Regions from separate parts of the Mus musculus genome. Here all the other regions are linked to region 2. Evidence: chromatin contacts called from public Micro-C and promoter capture Hi-C data. All regions are on one chromosome and are shown on one strand. Each heading gives the region's core, a stretch centred on a gene start, on an enhancer-like site or on the middle of the called end of the contact. The rest is flanking DNA. Distances are from core to core; before and after follow the strand shown.

The links. Promoter capture Hi-C pulls out the DNA fragments that hold promoters and counts their contacts. A called contact is a pair of places that touch in the nucleus more often than the background predicts.
Region 1: a contact with region 2 is called in a Micro-C map of embryonic stem cells, with 4 times the contacts expected there. The contact joins the promoter of Galnt9 here to the promoter of Pitpnb in region 2.
Region 3: a contact with region 2 is called in a promoter capture Hi-C map of the C10 cell line, with 4 times the contacts expected there. The contact joins the enhancer-like site here to the promoter of Pitpnb in region 2. A contact is called at or near these places in 6 of 39 promoter capture datasets (the C10 cell line, the HPC-7 cell line, cranial neural crest and 3 more), 3 of 115 datasets of contacts at active chromatin or transcription factors (bone marrow-derived macrophages, embryonic midbrain and large pre-B cells) and 1 of 9 other capture datasets (embryonic stem cells).

The regions. Positions count from the first base shown.
Region 1 is chr5:110,542,003-110,546,073 of GRCm38.p6, forward strand. It overlaps Galnt9 (polypeptide N-acetylgalactosaminyltransferase 9), which reads left to right and starts at 2,353. Exons shown (of 11, transcript NM_198306.3): 1 at 2,353-2,940. The coding sequence starts at 2,700.
Region 2 is chr5:111,328,827-111,332,752 of GRCm38.p6, forward strand. It overlaps Pitpnb (phosphatidylinositol transfer protein, beta), which reads left to right and starts at 1,871. Exons shown (of 12, transcript NM_019640.5): 1 at 1,871-2,007. The coding sequence starts at 1,988.
Region 3 is chr5:110,702,540-110,706,484 of GRCm38.p6, forward strand. Ep400 (E1A binding protein p400) reads right to left here. Exons shown (of 52, transcript NM_029337.2): 20 at 2,343-2,529; 21 at 913-1,079. It also overlaps the pseudogene Gm52847. Among named protein-coding and RNA genes, the nearest start is that of Gm22716, 27 kb to the left of the region's middle. Within about 2 kb of position 1,687, at least 42 of the 459 cell types and tissues checked have an H3K27ac peak or open chromatin away from gene starts, as enhancers often do. A contact at or near this core is called in the HPC-7 cell line, where this site is marked.

The DNA of each region.
Region 1 (4,071 bases), core at 1,103-3,602, 790 kb before region 2:
TTGAAATAATGATTATTGAATCAACTGAAAACTTAGAGAAATCTTTATGACAAATGGAATAGAAATCATGCAGTCTCCCCGGGGCACATAATTATTCTCAGAATGGTGCATAATGCACACTGACTGAGAAAGTAGCCCTTGCAAGAATGGATTAGGGAAGTTAATGAATACACACGGATATGAAGACATTAGTTCAGGAACTCATCTATGTAGATGCCAAAACCCGAAGTAGTTAGAAAATAGAAAAGGTTGGTCAAGATTCAACCAGATTTAGTGCCAGTGGAATAAATTTTATTATGGCAGTGATTGTTCGGGACAGAAATAAAGATATTGTCCTTGTAGATTTGGATAAAAGCTTGTGGTAGGTGTTTAAGACACAGTGCCAACCACAATGATCACAGAGATGTGCTTAATTATGAGCCTGTAAGTTTAAATATCTGCCTGGGGAAAATAAAGCATACGAGAGAGAAACTTACAGAGAAAACTGCAGAGAATTTTGATCTGGTTTCTTGGAACATGTTTGAGGAAATAAAATTGAAACTGTATGTTTTATGACTTTGAAATGAAATAAATACAGAGAAGCTTGAGGTATCCAGAGCCTTCTGTACAACAAGCTTGTGGTCACCTTCATTGTGCCAACACCACATCTACGTCCCTGGGGATTTAAAATCTGCAGGCGTTAGACTCCGGCAATTTCTTTTTTCTTCTTTCTTTTTAATTTTTAGAGACAGGGTTTCTCTGTGTAGCTCTAGCTGTTCAGGAACCCACTCTGTAGACCCGAGTGGCCTTAAACTCATGATTTCTCCTGCCTCTGCCTCCTTCAGCAAATCCTACCTGTGTGTGTCACTACACAGGCCACATTTTCTTTGACAGGAAGGAGAGACTTAGAAAAGAAGCAGTGTGGCTTTTATTCCCGCTGCTTCCACTGAGAAGTTGGATGTCTCTAAGCTACACAGAACACATTGGCTTGTGGAGAAGACAGTGTGGAAAAGAATGCCTGAACCAAGAGCCAAAGCCTCTACCCATTCCCCCGAATGTGAACAGATATGACATGGACATACACACACACACATATATACATAGAAACTGCACACTGTGAACATACAAACACACACATGTATCACATACACATAGCACACGTGGATAATCACAAGGACACAGCACATGTATGCATATATATGCACCCACATGCAGACACATCACATACTACTCATGTGCTTGTACATTATGAAGACATCCCACGTATATGCACACACATATACAACATGTAGAGACATATCAGACACACTTTGTACATGTGCACATTCATATACAAAGGAAAGTTACGAACGCAGAAACACATGTGTAACACAGACACAAGCACATATCCATGAACACATATGCAAACACATGGGCACATACACAGTGAACGCATAAACGTGCATGCTTATACATGATATATGTGTGCGCACACACACGAGATACATGCATGCACAAATACTCATGCTGAACCAAGAGCTACAAAGTCCCACAGACCTTGTCCTTCTATGAGCAGAGCCCACCACAAAGTAAGCTCCTCGGAAATGCTCCATCATTTATTCATTCCACAAATATTTGCTAAGTACCAGCTACGTGTCAGAAACCATTTCAGGCACTGTAGATTCAGTGGTAGCCAGGTATAAAGGAGAAGCTCACAGTCTGTGTGATTCAGGCTCACAGCCCAGGCTGTGTGACTTCTGCCATCTCTCCTCTGATCCCAGCAGTCTCATCTACAACTGTTTGTTTGGGGCTAAATTAGAGATGGAGGGGCAGGTGTTTGTTGTTTTTCTTCTGGCTGAGCGTGCACCTGAACTCTGAGGACTTGGGACACCTGGTCAAGATTTGTGTTTCCTTTATTTGTTTGGCCTGATGCTACAATAGGATCGCTCAATCTACAGCCTACTCTACTCTCCTTTCTTATCCTTTGGTCCCAGAAGAGGGCAACCAATCAGGTTAGGTTTGACAAGGAGCGGTGGGCAGGCAAATCTAGGTGGCTCTGACTCATTACTGCACAAAGGCACCTCACCACACCCCAGCGTGCACCCCACAGCACAGTCCTGACCGGCGTTCCCTAAGGCTTCGTGTTCCTAGGGGTCAAGTCTGGGTTTTGTCCCCTAAAATAAGCCCAGGCGCGGAGGGCGGTCTGAAGCTCGGAGTGGTGCCGCGCCCTGGGCCTCGCTCCACGTGGGCCTATCCTGGCCAGGGGTGGCGCGCGGGATCGGTTTGGGGCGGCGGGCGGGGCAGCGGGCGCCGCGTGCATGCTGATGAGCGCAGGCCGCGTCACTGCGCACCGGCGCCGTGGTTTCGGGGCGCGCAGGAGCGGGGCGCGCAGGAGCCGAGCGCACAGGAGCGGGGCGCGCAGGAGCGATCGGGGCGCGCAGGAGCGGGACGCAGCAGCTAAGGCCTCGCGCTGCCTCCCGGCCCAGGAAGCTCCCGGCGGGCGGGCCCTGCTGACTATGCGGGCGGCGCCCTGTACCCGCATCCCCGGACGGTTTCTGCGCGCTGAAGAAGGGCGGGTCGCGGCGGCCTGGCTCGTGGAGCCCGCGCGGTGGTGCTGAAAGAACAGCTCCCGCCCTTGCCCAGCCCATGGTCCCCACCGCGGCCGGCCGCTCCCAGGCTCCTGCGGCCCCGGGGCCCCGGGGATGCCCGGCGGGTGAGGCGGCCCCGTCCGAGCCGCGCTCATGGCGGTGGCCAGGAAGATCAAAACTTTGCTGACGGTCAACATCCTGGTGTTCGTGGGCATCATTCTCTTCTCGGTGTACTGCCGCCTGCAGGACCGTTCTGAGGCGCTGGTGCAGGTCGTGCGAGGCACCGACCGCCGGATGCGCAATCGGCTATCCAAGGCGAGTGCTCTGGCCGACCGTGAGGCCATCCTACAGCGCCTGGACCATCTGGAGGAGGTGGTCTACAACCAGCTGAATGGTGAGCCGCGGGATGGAGGGGAGGCAGGGTCCCGTGTTAGGACACTACTCTATCCAGGAGTGGCTGTCCACACCCATCCCACAATATCTTCCAGGGTCCCGAGTGGAAGCTACCCTGGGTCCTGTAGAGGAAATGCTGGAGGCCTTCATTGGCAGAGGGCGGCGGTAATAGAGCGACTGCATTATCTACTCATCCTGTGAACACTTGGGAACTGTCCCTTGCCTCCCGCATAATGCCTCCAAAGTTACTACCCAAGAGAACTCTAACTTCTCAAGGAAGAGCCTCTGAGGAGTTGGCAGAAGGGTAGTGAGGGGCTCAGGCAATACCTAGATCCACAGTGAGGGAGGTCCAGACCGTGCCTAGGTTCACATTCAGGAACCAGAGGTACCTTACAAAGCTGTGAGGGTGAAGGTGACACCGAGGTTCCCTGCAAGGACCCAGAGAGCCTTTCCAAGCTGTGGGTTTAGACCGGACTCACTCCTCTCCCTGGAGATACGGAAGGAGGGGGTGATTACTGCCCATCTAAAAGTGATTGATCCCATCTTCCTCTGCATGGCACAGTGCGTGTCTTGTCTATTACAGTGTGACCTCTGGCCTGGAGAGCCACCTTTCAAGGATGCTCAGGGCTCCTGCAGAAAGTTCTGTTGTGGGAGAAACGGAAGGCACCACTGGTGCTGTGTGGAGAGATGGAGTCAAGTGTCCAGCAGAACTGGGTAGGAGCGGAGTGTTCACGTGGACTGAGGTCAGGGTGCCTGGGAACCTCTGAGGCACCAAAGTTTCTGCTTCTGGTGACCTCTTTGCTTTTCTGTGAGGAAAAGAGGGAACTCAGCATCTTTGTCACAGCAGGTCACAGTGGATGGTTGTAGCTGTTGGGAATGGAATATTTTACATTTTGGGTGTAGGATGAATGCACCAGCTCTGTCCCCAAGGACAGCTTTGTTAGGCTTCAGGAAGGAGACAATTGGTGCATGCCTGCAGCTCCAGCAGGCTTCTGTTCTGCGAAACAGCCCCAGCAAACCTCTTTCTGCAAGTGCTAGGAACTGGCTTCACTAGGCAGTGACTAGGTTGGGTGGGCATCTTCATCAGGGCTCAGGTCAAAAGTTTTAAGGGTCACTGGGGTCTCCTGAGAGA
Region 2 (3,926 bases), core at 621-3,120:
GGTGGCTTCCTAGTCTTCTGCAAGAGTAGTCATCTCTTCAACCTCTCTTTGGCTTTCCTTTTTAATTTACTGTTGCTGATCCCTGATAGTTTTTATATGGTTTTCATTCAAAAACCTTCTATTACCATGTGATATGTATAGGTGCTTCATGTAATTTTGGCTTTTTTGTGGTGTTTAAGACTGAACTCAAGCTGGGCGGGGTGGCACACGCCTTTAATCCTAGCACTTGGGAGGCAGAGGCAGAGGCAGAGGCAGAGGCAGGCGGATTTTTGAGTTCGAGGCCAGCTCTGTCTACAGAGTGAGTTCCAGGACAGCCAGAGCTATACAGAGAAACCCTGCCTCAAAAAAATCAAAAGGACTGAACTCACTGCTAGGACATTAGGCAAGTACTCTATAAACTGAGCTACATTTTCAGTCCCTTCCTACTTTTTATTCTCTAAACAGTCACCTATCTTTGGTTGTATAAATTAAGTCTCTACAAGATTCTTTATTCCAGATTTCTTGAAGTCAACCAGCCAGGATTCAGGTCCAGGGCTTCATCTTCAAAGTCCAACCCAGTTTCCCAAATCGGGACAACTGACCTATGCTCTGATATCTAACAAAATTAAGGAACACTTGGGACTGGGGTTGGAGAGATGGCTCAGCAGTTAAGAGCACTGGTGGTTCTTCTAGAGTATCTGGGTTCAATTCCCAGCACCCACGACGTGGCAGCTCACAACTGTTTGAAACTCCAGTTCCAGGGGATCTGACCTCATCCAGGTATACATGCAGGTAAAACACCAATGTACATAAAATATAAATAAATCAATCACTAGAGAGGGGAAGAATATTCTTGAGACTATTTCTAGTTTTTATGAAAATATTTTCAAGATCATTCGATGAGGGAAAAAATATGGTTTGACACAAAGTATAGAGAAATCAAATTTACCTAAAATGCCCGTTGACACAAAGAAGATTATTCCTGCAGCTATCCAGCTCCCTAGGAATCCCACTAAAAGGTCCTTGAATCCCAAGTTACTAAGTTCAGTGAGTGAGGAAGCAGAGGGCAGTCCAAGAGCAGTACTTAGTCACTGTTTCAAAATTGTTTTATCAAAGTTGTTAGGTCAACTAGTGCTTAAAGCCCGTGTTGGGACGGGCTTCTGATTGGTCTTAGTAAAATTTAACTTTCATTCTTCCTGTAGTGAGTTCTTTGCCCCGAAAGCACATAATGAAAAACCAATGCCTTAGACACGTAGAATTCGTCTAGAATTAGTCTACCCAACTGGGTCTGGGTCTGTCTCATGCAAAATTGCTTTTGTTGAGGATTCAATGTTTGGACAGGGGCTCAGTTGTTAAGAACACTGGGGGTTCTTGCAGAGGACCCAGGTTTGGTTCCCAGCACTCACATGGCATTTCACAACTGTCTGCATCTCCAGTTACACGTGAACCTCAGTATGCATGAGACACACAGGGAGCAGACACAATACAGGCAAACCAGATAGATGTACCCTTAAAAAGGTTAGTTAGGACAAGGGGCGAACACATCAGGATTTTAACACCGGTCTGTCTGGGTTTCTAGAACACGCTCCTGCTAAACCTGAGGTCGTCCTCGGCTCCCACACCTGTGCGAACTCAACGTCGTTTAGGGTCCCGACTGGAGAACTCACTGGAAACCATAGGCTGCACAGCGCCGTGAGAGACTAACGCTGGCAGGAGGACGCCGCGCTTGCTGCCCCACTGCTCGCCGAGAGTACGCAGGCGCGCTCCAAGGCTCACCAGCGCGCCAAGGGGCCACGCAGCCGCAGTGGAGGCCTCGTGCTCCGTGAGCGGGGCGTGGACTGGGCGGAGTCAGCTCCCCCAGGCGCGCTGACGCAATGGCCGGCGGCGGAAGGGCGCGGACGCGCAGGCGCTCCCGGGGCTCGGACGATTGGGAGGCGGGGCTACGCTTGCGTGTTGCGAGGCCCGGCGGTGGCGGCTGGCGGCGGCGGCTGTGAGGGGTTCCCGGAAGATGGTGCTGATTAAGGAATTGTGAGTGGGTCGTTGGGCTCGAACGAGGTTCCGGAATGCGGGCTGGGGAGGATCGGTGGGCTCCGCGAGGAGGGCGCTCCCGGGTCGCAGTTGGCTCCTTCCTGGAGCCCCCAAGGCCCTGTGCGGCGCCGCCGCCCTCCGCAGTCAGCGCCAGGGTCGGCGGTGCGGCCGGGGCTCTCGGGGGAGCCGGGAATGCCGGGCGAAGGGTCGCCCGCAAGTTCGAGCCCGACCCACCTCAGGCTCAGTGAAGCCCACTCTAGATCATGCCCCTGCGGTCGCTCTCAGACCCCTCATCTCTAAGATGGGGAGACACCGGCCCCACCTGCTTCACTGGGTTCGGTGCGGGGTTAAACACATGGTGCTTAACACGGCAAATAAAGACTTTTCCCAAGTTCGTCGGACTGGTCCCGTCATTCTGTTGGGAAGTTGTGGCTTCCCCCTCTGCTTAGAGCCACGGACATCACAGGAAACCGTGGTGGCGGGGAATGTTCAGCTGTCATACCTGAGCCGGTGTCCCTTGTGCAATTTCAAGTGTGACCCATTTTGTTGTTGCTGTTCTTCCTCGGCCCTGGTTTAATTTCAGATTCTTAAAAGAAGCAAAAAAAAAAAAAGACGTTAAGTTAGCTGTCTAGATTCCTTGCCTGTATTAACGTCAACCTTGTAAAAATCACTAACAAGGTTTCTCTACTTAACACTGCCCAGATTCTATTTTCTGCTCATATGTAATTTTTTTTCCTTGCCCATTCCAGCATTACAAGACCCCTTGTTCCTCTGTCGCTCTGTATGTTGGCTTTCCTTCTCTTTCTGCTGACTCGAATGCTTTTTCCTCAAATCAGTAGCTCACCTTAAAGGTCTTGGGAAGTGTGTATTGTTTGTCTTTCTGACTGTTCGCCCTACATTGTGCAGGATACTCACTCTGATACCTCCATTTTTTTTGGATCAGTCTTTAGTACATAGCACATCTTCAGCCAGCATTTGGTGTTTTTAAAGATTTGCCTGTTTATATGTGTATTTAAGTGTTTGCCTGCGTGTGTGCATATGTGCTGCGTTCATACAGTGCTCTTGGAGGTAGTAGTAAGAGGGCATTAGGCATTGGATCCCCTGGAACTAGAGCAAGAAGTGAGCCACCGTCCATGGGCTGGAAACTGAACCCAGTTACTCAGAGCAGCAAGTCCTCTTAGCCGCAGAGCCATTTCTCCAGCCCTTCAGCAAACTCTTGTTAAATGAATTGGTGACGATTCTTTTTCACTTTTAGGAGAACACTTTTAATTACATTTGTATGGAGAGGGGTGTACAGGGTAGTACACCGAGTGCTTTTGGAGGTCAGGGGACAGCTTTCGAGTCAGTTCTCTACTCCTATTAGGGTCCTGCACCTGAAACTCCAGTCATGCCTTTGCCTGCTGGGCCATCTCTGGCCTGAAGAAGTACTACTTTTTTTTTTTTTTTAGTGACAGGGAGTCTGAAAAAAGGCTTACTTTCGCATTCTGCACACAGCAAAGATTTACACTTAAAACATAATCATACTACTGAACTTTGAGTTTATGAAAACTTTCTTCCAAGTAATTTTAACAATGTATCTTGTAAACATCACCTAACATTACTCTAGTGGCAGATATTAAAACAGGAGAATATGCGATAGACAGGAACTGACTTGTGCCAAGCTACCTAGGAAGAGAGATGCTAGACTGACTGCACATGAGGCATCTAGTGGCTTTTAATTTATTAGTTACTTCCTGTCTTCAGAATGTGAGTTAACTCTTGAGTTAACCCTCTCTGACAGTGTGTGTTTGTACCTCAGTACAGATGTCCCTAGAGGCCAGAGGATCCAGTTGGAGCTGGTGCTAGAAAATGAGCCGAGGCCCTCTCTGAGAGAGCAGTACCTCTTAGCCATCTCTCCAGTCCTGTGTTTTGCATACCTT
Region 3 (3,945 bases), core at 437-2,936, 630 kb before region 2:
ACTTCATTCTCTATCTCTCCTACTTCATGATTTCCCTCACTCCAAATCATCATTTATATCATTCTATTACTTGTTTGGTTCTGTATTTTTTTGAGACTGGGTTTCTCCAAGTAGCCCTGGCTACCTGGAACTCATTCTATAGACCAGCTAGCCTCTAACTCAGAGAGCCTCCTGCCTCTGCCTCCCTAGTGCTGGGACTAAAGGTGTGCTCCACCACTGCCTGGCTGTACTGTCACTTATTAAAAACTCCACAGTTGTTGAGTGGACCCCATGTTTGCCTGTGCTACTACCCATGAGCATACTCTGAATTCTTGCAAAAAAAAAAAAAAAATGTCTGACTTGGCCATGCACGTTACTGCCACATCTGATAGCATGCTGTTCTCAGCCCTGACATCCCCTAAAGCTTACTTTATTAAAGATAACCAAGAAAAGTGACTCTCACTGGGGATTTGCTGCCTCTATTTGAGTGTCTTATTAATGTAGTTGTGCTCACTGAAAACAAGGACACTCCGAACATTCTCAAGAACACAGCTTTTACTGGGCAGTGGTGGTGCACGCCTTTAATCCCACCACTTGGGAGGCAGAGGCAGGTAAATTTTTGAGTTCGAGGTCAGCCTGGTCTACAGAGTGAGTTCTAGGACAGCCAGGGCTACACAGAGAAACCCTGTCTCCAAAAACAACAACAACAAAAACAAACAAACAAAAAGAAGAACACAGACTTTCTACACTTGATCTTAGCCAAAAGGCCGAGAATCGATGAACACAGACTTTCTATTCTCAACAGAATGCCTAGAGTCAGCTATAGGAAGGTACTGATCATAGCCCAGGCATCTGACTCCCAACCAGCACACAGTCCTTGGAGCAGTGACTATGCCAGGTGAGCCACATGCTGCTTCTAACCCATGCACATACCTGCTGGCCTTGAGCTTCACTGCTGCTGGTCGGGCTGACGGAGGAGGTGAAGCAAAGACTTCCTCCATGAGTTTCCGAGTCACTTTTTTCTTACACAGTAATTCAGCTTCATGGCGAGTGATTTTATTTTCTAGCCCAATGAGATCAAATATAGAAAGGTCGGTTTCCTAAGAAGAAACAGAAATAAAAAAAGAAGAAAACGTTCTGTAATAGGTGGCAGAGGAAAACACTTGACCAAGAGGCAAAATCTGCTACAAGGCAGGAATCAACTGAAGAGGCTGTTTTATATGGTGTGGTAAGCCTTCTGATGCTCAGGACAGATCTCCTTTCACAGGGGGACAACAGCTATCTGGGCCCTCCTTAGCATCATGTGACAACCTGGAGTGGCAGAGGAGCAGATGCAACCAACCAGTCATCATTTGAACAGTGCAGGAATAAACAGCAGTCTTCCCCAAGAAAAAGGAGGGCAGGTGTTGGCTCTATGTGCTAGTCACACATGCTAGTCACTGTGTGGTGGTGATCCCTGTATCACTCATTGTGTAGACACTACTTACTACTAAAGGGCATCAGTCATGACCATGACAGTGGCAAAAGCAAGTGTCTTGCTTTCCACAGCACCACTAATATTTATTTCTCAGAACTTGAGAAAACAAGAAAAGCAGCATCACACTGAAAAGAATGAAAGAGAGGAAGTGAGTCACAGATGCCCTTGTGCTGCTAGGGCAAGTCAGGTGGTTCAACAGCAGTGGGATAGTTGGCAGCTCCTTTAAAAAGTAGACGAAGTGGCTACATTAGCCAGCAACTCCACTTGAAGTGCACTCACAAAAACAGGAAACCCCAAACTGTAGGAGTGTTCATCAGCTATACTAACAATAGTCACAAGTGGAAACCACCTAGGTATGCATCAACTGACCAAAGGATAAACAAAGCATGGTCTTTCACAGCAGAATGTTATCTAGCCCTTCAAAGGAATGACATCCTGATATATCACAATGAGAATGAAAATATTCTAAGTGTAAGACTCCAAATACAGTTCTGTGAGCTGCCCAAAACAGGGAGGTCCACAGATACAGTGACTCGACAGGAAGAGCTAGAGCAGCAGTTCTTAATCTGTGTGCTGCAACCCCTTGGAAGGAGCAGGGGACACCAAATGACCCTTTCACAGGGGTTGCCTAAGACCATTGGAAAACAGATATTTATATTATGACTATATTATAGTACCAAAACTACAGTTATGAAATAGTAACAAAAACAATTTTATAGTTGGGATCACCACGGCAATGAGGAAGTTTACTAAAGAGCCGTAGCATTAGGAAGGTTGAGAACTACTAAGCTAGAAAGAGGGATTGGGAAAAGATCCACACAACTATGTGGATTGTATCTAAACAGTACTAGAAATTCTAAACTATCTTTCTAAATCTTCTACTTACCTTCCAGAACTCTCTCTCCAGAACTCTGAGAATTAGAGAGGCTGACTTATACTGCAGAGAGCCTGCTGCAAAGGAGGAGCCTGGTACCCGTGGCTCTACTAGTCCAGGATGGTTGCAGATTCGCTGTAGCCGTGTCAGAACACTCAAGACACTGACAAAATGTCCACTCTTCAGAGCTTCCTGAGTCCTGCTCATGAAGAAGCAGCAGAAAGTTCAGTGTGTGTTCATCATGCAGCCTCACCATGACTTTCCTCATCTCCAAAAACACCAAAACTAGCGACATGTCCCAAGACTGGGTTCACAAATTTGTATTTGTAAATTTATTATTAACATTCAAGTCTAACAGATTTTACTGAGTCACTCCAGAGAGCCAGATTTGGGTATAGACCAAATCTCGGGTGCTACACCTTCTCAAGAGGCAGGGTTGTTCCTTTTATAAAAGGACCATGTTTCAGAAACATCAGGATAAAGTGCCCTAACAGACAAATAGAAGCATCCAAAGTGTGTGAAAGGAATCTAGTCCCAGAAAGTGGGACAAGAGCATACCAGAAAGCACACCCCCTGATCCCATAAGGAAAGTGCACAGTGGTAGATGAGATGCCAAGTAGGCCACAGGCCAGACCCTGCTGCAATATCTGACAGAGACCCACAAGGCACACCAGGCTCAGGAAGCTGCAGTATGGAGTAGAGATCTTGAGTGAGAAAGCAGACCACAGCAAGGCATGTCCAGCACCCTAAGGCAGGTAGTGAAGACTGATATCAGGAGCACTTGAGAGTCATGGTGAAATGACTACAGGTTCTAAACCCAAACAACTGATCTAGAGGCTGCCTATAAAGAACCAGGCTCAGGAAGCCTGAGATCCTTGTGGGAAACGCCAGCTTAGTTATGCCAGGGACAACTCAGGTATGTAACAGAGAAAGGGGGGATACTGAGAAGCACTGCCAGGAGGGGATGCCACAGGAAACCTAGCTTGGATAACAGGAAAGCCAAACACAGCCAGCTCTTAGCCCTGTGATAAGGTTCCCTGATCAGGGCAGAGCACAAGAACTAAGTAAGACGCTATCCATCTAGCTTAAGAGAATAGACATGGAATCGAACTTAGACAACAGATATTTTTAAAGTTACCATGTTTGGCTTTGAGTGGGCTAAAACTAAGATTTACTTCCCTGAGTCTAAGAATAATGGACATTTCCAAAGAAAGGGTGGAGGTGAAGGGGGTGCAAGTGGAAGCAGGTGGGAACAGAAAGTAACCTCCCCCTGAGAGCCATAATTAGTATTCCTATGCATCTGGAGAGTGCAATGTAGAAATGAGGTTTATAAATCAGGTTTATAAATGGTGTCCAGAAACCTGGTTCCCAAGTGCAAAAATGGGGCCAAGGTGCACAAAGTCATAACACATTAGCTCTTGAATTGTGGCTCAGAGAAAAGGGGGAAAAAAAACATGAAAAGGTCTCACTGCCATTCTACTCAGAGCAGGAATCACAGAACCAACAAAGATCATTAAGACAAGGTGTGCCGGATCCAAAGTCATGACCTCTCACATCTCCACAACATATGACATCACTTCCAAGCACAAGTACCTCACTACTCTGTGGCACTGGC